Regions from separate parts of the Zea mays genome. Here regions 1 and 3 are each linked to region 2. Evidence: chromatin contacts called from public Hi-C data. All regions are on one chromosome and are shown on one strand. Each heading gives the region's core, a stretch centred on a gene start, on an enhancer-like site or on the middle of the called end of the contact. The rest is flanking DNA. Distances are from core to core; before and after follow the strand shown. Region 1 has its middle 50 kb from the start of LOC103650276. Region 2 holds the start of LOC100193531. Region 3 holds the start of LOC103650276 (probable serine/threonine protein kinase IRE).

What was found. A called contact is a pair of places that touch in the nucleus more often than the background predicts.
Region 1: a Hi-C map of leaf shows a contact between it and region 2, with 4 times the contacts expected there. The contact joins the enhancer-like site here to the promoter of LOC100193531 in region 2. A contact is called at or near these places in 5 of 25 Hi-C or Micro-C datasets (bundle sheath, ear, leaf and 1 more).
Region 3: a Hi-C map of ear shows a contact between it and region 2, with 3 times the contacts expected there. The contact joins the promoter of LOC103650276 here to the promoter of LOC100193531 in region 2. A contact is called at or near these places in 2 of 25 Hi-C or Micro-C datasets (ear and tassel).

Annotation. Positions count from the first base shown.
Region 1 is chr3:110,720,099-110,723,205 of Zm-B73-REFERENCE-NAM-5.0, reverse strand. No RefSeq gene overlaps it. Among protein-coding and RNA genes, the nearest start is that of LOC103650276, 50 kb to the right of the region's middle. Within about 2 kb of position 1,400, at least 9 of the 20 cell types and tissues checked have an H3K27ac peak or open chromatin away from gene starts, as enhancers often do. A contact at or near this core is called in ear, leaf and tassel, where this site is marked.
Region 2 is chr3:110,903,158-110,906,185 of Zm-B73-REFERENCE-NAM-5.0, reverse strand. LOC100193531 reads left to right here and starts at 1,348. Exons shown (of 6, transcript NM_001366963.1): 1 at 1,348-1,815. The coding sequence starts at 1,741.
Region 3 is chr3:110,670,637-110,673,568 of Zm-B73-REFERENCE-NAM-5.0, reverse strand. It overlaps LOC103650276 (probable serine/threonine protein kinase IRE), which reads right to left and starts at 1,509. Exons shown (of 12, transcript XR_002268055.3): 1 at 1,362-1,509; 2 at 1,031-1,094; 3 at 1-955.

The DNA.
Region 1 (3,107 bases), core at 151-2,650, 180 kb after region 2:
TAGAGGACAAAATCTTTTAGAGTGTGCTGTAAAGTACAGGGAATATTCTTTTAGGGGACGAAATTTAGGGGACGTTGCTGGAGACAGCCTAAGTGCTACACGATCCTTGGGTGAACGCTAACCGGATAGGGGGGTGTCTTACCGTGGCATGACGCGGTGGCGAGGCCGATCCACGTCGCACGGTCATCCGTGGCGGAGGAGAAATCTCCGGTGAGGAATTGCCGTCGAGATCCCATCTCACTTGTTGATGCCAGGGATAGCTCCGGTATAGGTGTACATTTGGGACGGGTCTGATGGGCCGGCCCGAAGCACGAAAAAAAACACGCCCTAGGCACGGCACGACACGAAATATTTTAATGTCGGGCCGACACGACCCGATATATCGGGCCGGGTTTGGGCCGAGGTCGCGGCTCATGGGCGGGCACGAGCACGGCCCGTTTAAGGCAGACACGAAATGGCCCATATAGAGGCACGAAAAAGGTCCATATATTTATTAAAATCACACTTTCATGTACTTGATAAAGAACACAAAGCTAAAGATAATGTTAGTTAGATATTTTTTGTAGCTTTGAATTAGAGTATGTGATGTAATTTTATTTTTGTTATGAATATTAGATAATGAACTAAACTTACGAACTTTCTATAGAGCTGATTATACTCTTTTTCTTTCTAACAAAATGATTTGTAAACGAGGTAGTCATTGCATAGCTCTAGTAACTTAATACAAATATTAAGTTTGCTTTTGGTCAAATTTATTTGTCTTATCTTTTATTTGTTTTATTAAATTTGATGTGAATTTTGGGCTTTGATGTGAATTTCGGGCCCTGATGTGAATTTCGGGCCAAAAACTGAATTTCGGACCAAAAATTGAATTTCGGGCTCTAATGTGAATTTCGGGCCGCCTGAAATGAGCCCGGCACGTTTAAGCAATTACGGGCCGGGCCGAGGGCTAGGCCCGTGGGCCGGCCCGGTACGGCCCGAAATTCAAACGGGTCGGGTCGGCCCGAAATTCAAATAATACTGACCTTTTCAGGCTTGTGCCGGACCGGGCAACCCGAATGTACACCTAGGGATGACTCTTGACTGTACTCTAAAGGTTGGGATGCAACACGCTTATGAACTGACCACGCCAGCGACCTCTCAGTTTTCTTCTCACGACGGCGCTCTCCGATCTCTCTCTCTCTTATTGTTCAGTTCGGAGGTTCTCTGTTGATGGACAAGGGAGGGGGTCACAGGTTTTAAAATAGGGGCACGGAGCGAAGGCGGTGGAGAGCTCATCCGTGCAGGCTCATAACGATCTCCCAGAGATCATGGCCGCTGGCGCAGAGTCTGTTATAGGAGAACATACGCGGACGAGATGACCCCACTAGCCAGAGAAACGGAGACACAAACCTGGGTATGGCCGGGACCCGGGAGACACTACCCTCAGGGGGACGTGGCTTCTCTCATCCCGTATCCTCGTCCCATGCCTCCTCCTGCCACATGGCTATTTTTTATTGAATTTATTTCTTATGTGGACCCATTCTCAAATAAGAAAGGAGTCTAAGGCTATCCGCACTCATGGAACCCTAAATTTCTACTCTAAAAGGAATATTTTATCCTGGTCAGCGAGATTCTCTACTCTATCCTATAATACTCCGCGTTCATATTCACCATAAATATCTACCCTATACCAACTACCACATATTCTATCATTTTTCCCACACTTTTTTATCCAAAAAAAAAATCCATCGTCGGCGGGTCGCTGTCGCGCACAGTGGATAGACCATTCACCCAGTGACGCGCGGAGCCGTGCACCCCCGTCTCGTTTTAGCGCATGCGAGCGGGATGCGCTGTATTTAGCGTTTGGACGGGTCTACTCGATGGTAGCGCACGACATCCAGTAAGCGGCTGCAGAAGATTTTTACTCCAAGTGTTACTCTATGTTCATAGCGTAACGTTTACAGCTCTCCTCTGCGCACAGCCTAACGGAGTAGACAATACTAGACGCCAAGAAAAAAAACAGACGTCCAATCATATCCATAAGCAAAAAACAGCGGGAAAGAAAAATATGAGTTCTACACAAAGAAATGAAAGCTTAAACAATGAAATGAAAGGCTACATCAGTGTAAAGTATGACATGCTTACTTTTTTGAGCACTTTGGCAGACTGCTTAGGGACAAACGATATGAAGAAGTTACATGTGACTTCAAAGCAACATATAGCACACCTGTGCCAAAGGCAGAATTGACAATATTAAAGGAAGCAGCAAAAGTGTATACACCAGTGGTGTTTAGATTATTTGAGGATCAGGTGTTGCAAACTTTAAATTGTTACATCTTTTGTTGTGATGATGATGGTGCAGAGAATATGTATAAAGTAAAAGTTCATGGAAAGCATCATGAAGTAAAAGTGAGGTGCAGCTGCAAGAAATTTGAATTTGCTGGAATCCTATGCTCTCATGCACTAAAGATACTAGATATCAATAGTGTTAAATTGGTTCATGAGGAATACATACTAAAGAGGTGGACAATTGGTGCAAAAGTGGTAGATATACCTAGCACACTTACCATGCATGACGATCCTAAAGTCCAGTTATCGAATCGCTTCAGTACATTAACACGAGTTTACAATCGTATACTCGCTCGAGCTGCAGAATCTAAAGAAACTTATAGTATTTGTACACAAACTGCTGAGAATTTGGCAGAAGACATAGAGAATAATTTGAAGATTAAGCCTAGCTCAAACCTGAACAGTTCCTCTACTCCACGAGGTACCTACAATATATCACACAAATATATTATTAACATTTCATTTAACTATTGTTTTCATTGTTTATAGGCTCAAAGGAAACTGTGCAAACTAGGAAGCCAAGGGATGCCAAGGTCAAGGCAAAGGAAATTCGTGGATCAGCAAGACCTATTAGTGGCTTAGAGAAATCATCACGAAATAGGAAAAGGATAAAAAAGACACTAATACTATGGCACAAGCACCACCACCACATCCACAAGCATCAGAGATGGTACAACAATTTCAAGGCCACTTGGACATCCACAACAACCGAAACGACACGCATACAACACAGAATGTTGTTGAAGGTGCATCAGTGCCCCCACCCTGGGTTAATC
Region 2 (3,028 bases), core at 99-2,598:
TTTTTCTCACGTTCGCGAGATCAGGGACGGTGAGGGAGGAGGTAATGGACTATAAATAGCTAAATAAGTTATGTCTAACGGGCTGGCCTAAGGTACGATCCATTTAATAGTGCCACGACCTGGCCCGATATGATTTAAAGTGGCTTGTGCCATGCCTGGACCGTCTTCTCTCAGCCCGCAGTGTCAACTCAGTCTGTCACGATTTATTTAATTTTAAAATTATTAGTATATACATTTATAATACCTAGGAGAAGGTGGTTTGTTATAAGAGGTGGTAGTTTGTTCCTTGTGACCTAGGTTCAAACCCTAGCGAGCACATAATTTTTTGGATTTTTCACGGGTGCGTGCGGGGAGATTGTTTTTCGTAGGCGGGAAGCGAACAAGCGCGTGTTTGGTGGAAAATGACACATAAAGAAACCCCCATATAACTACACATAACGACACACGTCGACGGTAGATTGTGGGTTAGATAAAAATGAGTAGAAGTACTTTTTTGCAAATGACATGGCGGTGGAAACAAAAAAACTGATGCTTCATAGGGATATAAGTATGTTAATTTAAAAAAAATCTTTATATGACATTGTAATTTTGTTCAATACCTTATTTATTATCACAAATGTCTTAAAATAATTATTTAAGATATTTGTGATGGCAAATAAGGCACTGAACAAAATTTCAGTCTAGAAAATTGCCCCTCAACTTTACTACATAACCAAAAGGAACCAATCATGATTAAAAGAACAGCTCCAAGAGAGTGCCGAGATTTGACTGGAGGTCATGTTCAATTGACTTGTCATGATTTATTTACTGTAAAGTGGAAAGACCTCTCTTTTTACGAAACTTTGCTGTCAACGCAACCGTCAAGAATCAAGAAACCGGTATGCTGGCCTCCAGCAGACTGTAGCAGTGGAAATTTAGTGACTGTGTATAAACAATTCAGAGACTGAATGCGTATGCAGATCTTTTTGCAGGTGGACAATTTATGAGAGGAGAGCAGAGTACGGATCATTTAAACTCAAAATAAGTAAGCACACGTCTCGAAAATAATATTGAATATTTATATCTTCAAATAAATTTATTATAGAAGTATATTGTATAATCAATCTAATAATATTTGTTATGTATCATAAATAATAGTATTTTTTATAAGTTTAGCGTTTTGACCTCGAAGATATGCATTTATTTTGGTAGTTAGAGAGTACATGTTTGCAAGATAGACAGATATATGCAAGGTAGGAGTGTATCTTCCACCCACTCATTGTAGCAATCATGGCATTTCCCCTCTCTCTCTCTCTACCCAGCATATTGCTGCTCCCACACACACACACAAGGCCACCACAACAAATAAAAGCACTGCTGCTTGCCAGTATTGCTTTGCTTTGCCTTGCTTGCCCCCACACGCCCTCTCTCTCCTCTCTCTCTCTCAAACCGAAAAGAAAAGAGGAAAGTGGGATAGCTCAATCTCTTCTTCCTTCGTCATTCCTCTCCCGTAGGTTCTCTCTCCCTCCCTCCCTCCCTCCCTCCCTCAGCACACATAAACTCGAGATACACATATATATCAGTAGGAGAGGATGGATGTGCAAACCTAGCCTGCTGCCTTTGTAGCTGCAAATTAAATTGAGCTGTACCTGTTGGTCTTCCTCCTCGCTCTTCTTGGTTCTCGCTGGTTGCCGGGAGCTGGGATCGAAAGTACTGCTGTTGTTCGCACGGCGAGGCGGCGGCGGAGACCGGTCAGAAGGAATGTCTTCGGCCCAAATCGCGCCGGCAGATCATGTGTGCTATGTGCACTGCAGCTTCTGCAACACAGTTCTCGCGGTATGTAAGCTGATCTATCTGTATGTATCTCTATGTTGCCTGCTGCGGATCGATGATCTCTCTCTGTACCACTTTCTCTCTCTCTCTCCCTCTGTATCTGATGATCAGTGATTGCCTGCGTGAGAACCACCCTAGCTCATCATCAGTTCATCACCACACAATTGGCATGTTCCACCTTCATGATCTACTTGCTACACTCTTCCAATTGCTTTTCTTGCTAGCTGCTCTTGTTGAGGCTTGAGAGTCGTCGACCTTTATTTCTCCGAATTATACCAAAAAGAGCAGCCAATTGGCTTTCTTCACGATTTTCCCTCTTACATCTGCTCCTTCAGTTTCTTCAAATTTAGTTCATGTTTTTCTATTTGGATCTCCCACTTTATCTGTTCTTCGATTTCTTTGTTCCTTCAGAAAGAAAGTTTTCTATCGTTTGAGGCCAGGTGCATCGATCGATCGGTCAATTTGCTGGATGTCGTTCGATTTGAATATGTACTTCTGAAAGTTCTCAAGATTTGTTTATTGGTTGCTCTCTGTACTGTACTTCTGTATATGATATTTTTTGGGGCGGATACGACAAAATTCCTGCATTGTCCTCGTGTGTTGCACCCACTTGATCGAATCCCTTGTTTTTAATAACCTCAAACTGGTGGGAAACAGTACGCATGTGCCTGAATTTTACTTGACTGTGCCCTATCATCCGTAAGGGCTAGTTTAGACTCTCAAATTCCCGCCAATATTGATCGAAGAGGATTGAGGGAGAAAACTAGCCAAGGGCCAGTTTGGTGGCAAGGGAATTGGAAGTGATTAAGGGTTGATTTGGTGCCAAGGATCACGGGAGATTAGTGCGGATTGACAGGGAAATTAGTTCATTTTTACCTCCAATCCTTCGTGATCTCCTTGTTACCAAATTAACTTTAAGAGATAGTTTGGAAACTCAAATCCCCTTTGGGATAGAAAGGGATTGGAGAGGAAATTAGTTTATTTCCACCTGAATCCCCTCCGATCCCAAAGGAGGTTTGAGGTTCCCAAAGTAGCCTTAAGTGTACTAAAATCTCCTCCCAATTCAAAATTAAATAGGAATGAAGGGGGATTTTAGCCTCCTCAATCCCCTTCAATTCTCTTCCTCCCAAATTAGCCCTAAAGGAGTTTTATCCTCTGCTACTTGTTGGGGATAATTGCAGGCACCTGCATATACCAAGAGGTTTAAAAAAACATT
Region 3 (2,932 bases), core at 260-2,759, 230 kb after region 2:
GCTTCTTCTTCGACGGGCTGTCGTCTCCCTTGGCGGCGGCGGCCGTGGCATCCCCGGCGGCGGCGGCGGTCTTGTTCTTCTCGGCGGGGGAAGGGAGCTTCTTCCACGACGCCATCTTGCTGCTCGGGGAGTGGCCGTCAACGGCCGACCCGTCCCCGAACGGCGAAAAGATCCTAGCCGGGGAGAAGTCGACGGTGAGCTGCCTGTGCTCCAACATTCGCCGCCTGATGAGGCGCTCCTTGAGCTCGGTGAGGCTGGAGGTGCTCTTGGGGCCGAGATCCCCGCCGTCGACGTGGATCGGGTAGAGGCCGAGGTCGCTGAGGTTGTGCAGGCCGAGCACGTTGTGCCTGTCGTCGTCGTCGGCGTCGGCGGCGTAGCGGCACCCCGCGGCGGCGCCCTTGCGGAACTGCAGGAGGCGGGTGAAGCGCGTGAGGATGAAGAGGATGCGCGTGTGCGCCTGCTTCGGGAGGCCTGCGGGGAGGTCCTGCCGGCGGTCGTCGAGGCCCTGCACTACGCCCTCGCAGCGGGTCCACAGCTCCTCGGGGCTCATCTCCGCGCACCGCTGTGCCACCACCAGCAGGTCCTCCAGCGCGACGCGACAGTCGTCCCGGTGGTCGCCCGACCGCGCCAGCATGTCGACGAGGTCCCCCGCGAAGACGCCCAGCTCGCTGTCCACCTCCTCCTTGAGGCGGATGAACTTGGTCCGGATGGCGCCGATGAACTCCTCCGGGGTGGTGCTGCCGAGCCCGCCGCCGCGCACCATCTTGCGCATCGCCGGCACGCCGCCGCCGCCGCCCCTCGAGCTCAGCTCGTGCGAGAAACTCTTCACCTCGGGTGCGCGCTTCCGGCGCCCGCTGGTGGCGCGCAGGATCGCGCGGAACCGCGGGGAGTCCATCTCCCGCCCGCCGCCGTCCACCATCGCCGCCGGCAGCCCGCGCCCGCCGCCGCCGTCCTTCTACGAATCAGATCAGGCGTATTATAGCATCATATCAAAGCACGTACGCGGCCACCGCATTCCTCAATTGTTTACCTCCATGATCGCAACGTGCGCGCAGGCCAGCAAATTCCTCGCCCTCCAGCATCTTAATTACATGCTTCAAACAAATCGATAAAATCTGATCATTTTTTATACAATTTAAATACGCGACCAGGTAAGCATTTGGACGTGATGGTGACGATTTTCATTTTCACGGGATTGTTCGGAGACACTACAACAAGACCAAAATAAGACACTGTAAGAACTGTTCGGAGACAAGAGGTATTGTTCTAGCAATTTCGTGGGAATGTGATGACCGGTGAATCGATTGAACAAGAAGAAAATCATATGACGTACGTGAGCGGATTTGATAGTCATAACGTACCTACCCGATGGAGAAGACAGACGACGATCGATCAAAACTTACCTATGTAAATATAAAACTAATAACGGGGACACTTTTTCCCATGTAATTTCATCATGAGGTGCTAATTTTAACATCAGGTGTTTAGTGTTGCCAAGGAGGAACTAAAAACGAGGGGACGGAGGGGTAACGGGGTAGATAGGTGGACCACCTGTTAGCCTACCCACTAGAGTGGAGCGGTCTAACGTGTTCCTCGGACACGCGTGGCGTATCGCTCCTTCTCGTGTACGTGACGTAAGAGGGTCCCACCCGCCAGCCAGAGAAAAATCCCCGCTTATATATACAGTGTATGTCCACCACCCGCTCACCCCGTTAGCTCTCCCCGCATGACTCCCTAGGTGATGGCAGCCAGAAGCAACGGCATGACCACCGATGGCCAGCGGCGGCGGCGGCGGCGGCGGTGGGTTACAGGTTGGGTTCGGCGTCGGCGTCACATTCCTGGAAGCGACGGCCTTAGAAGAGGAGCGACGACTGTCCAAGAGCATAGTTAGGATTTTTCAATATTACATCCACTACAACAGCTACAGTCATTTTCGGCGGCCAGAAGCCGCCGAAAATAAGCCAGTTGCCGCCGAAAATAGGCTATTTTCGGCGGCAATTGACTTATTTTCGGCGGCTTCTGGCCGCCAAAAAAACCTGGCCGAAAATAAGGCTTTATTTTCGGCGGCCAATGGCTGGCCGCCGAAAATAGCTTATTTTCGGCGGCTGGCTTCCTGGCCGCCGAAAATAGCAGATTATTTTCGGCGGCCAGCCAGTCGCCGCCAGAAATAACAACTACCGAAAATAAAATAGCTATTTTCGGCGGCCAGAGGGGCCGCCGAAAATTACTAATTTCAGAGCAAAAAAATTTTGAAAAAAATGCGAAAAATAACAGAATTTCATACAAAATTCATACGATAACAGAAATTCCATACAATCACAGAAAATTTATACTTGAGTTCACAACCTAAAACTTGAGTCCATACAAATATAAAGTCCACAAATAGTCCATACAAACATAAAGTCCACAAAATAGTTCATTACAACACAGTGCGACACAAAGCTAACTTAATCACACATTGGGGTCGTTGGAGTTGTGTCCACTACCTCCAGAAGCCAATAACTGGTCGACGAAGTCGTGTAACGGGGTTGGATCCTAAAAAAAAGATGACATTAATAACGGCATTGGTTACATGTATAACAACTATTCAAACAAATTGTTTCTCAAACTAACCTCTGCTGCATAAGCTCCCTCCCCTGCATAAGCTCCCTCCCCTGCATAAGCTCCTGGTGCTGGTATGACCGGTGGTGGCGTGTTGTGGCCCATGACCCCGGATCCCTACAAAATCAAGTTTAGTAAAGATTTGACAATTAGGTTGATACAAACGACAAGTCTTAACTAAATTGAATAACCTGAGGTGGAGGTGGAGGTGGCGGAGCATGTAATCCCCACTGAGGCATCGGCGGCTGAAATTGAGGGAAAACAAATGGTTGCTGCTGTGCCTGCTGTGGAAACCAAGACTGTTGCAAATATAATATATTAGTTATAGAAC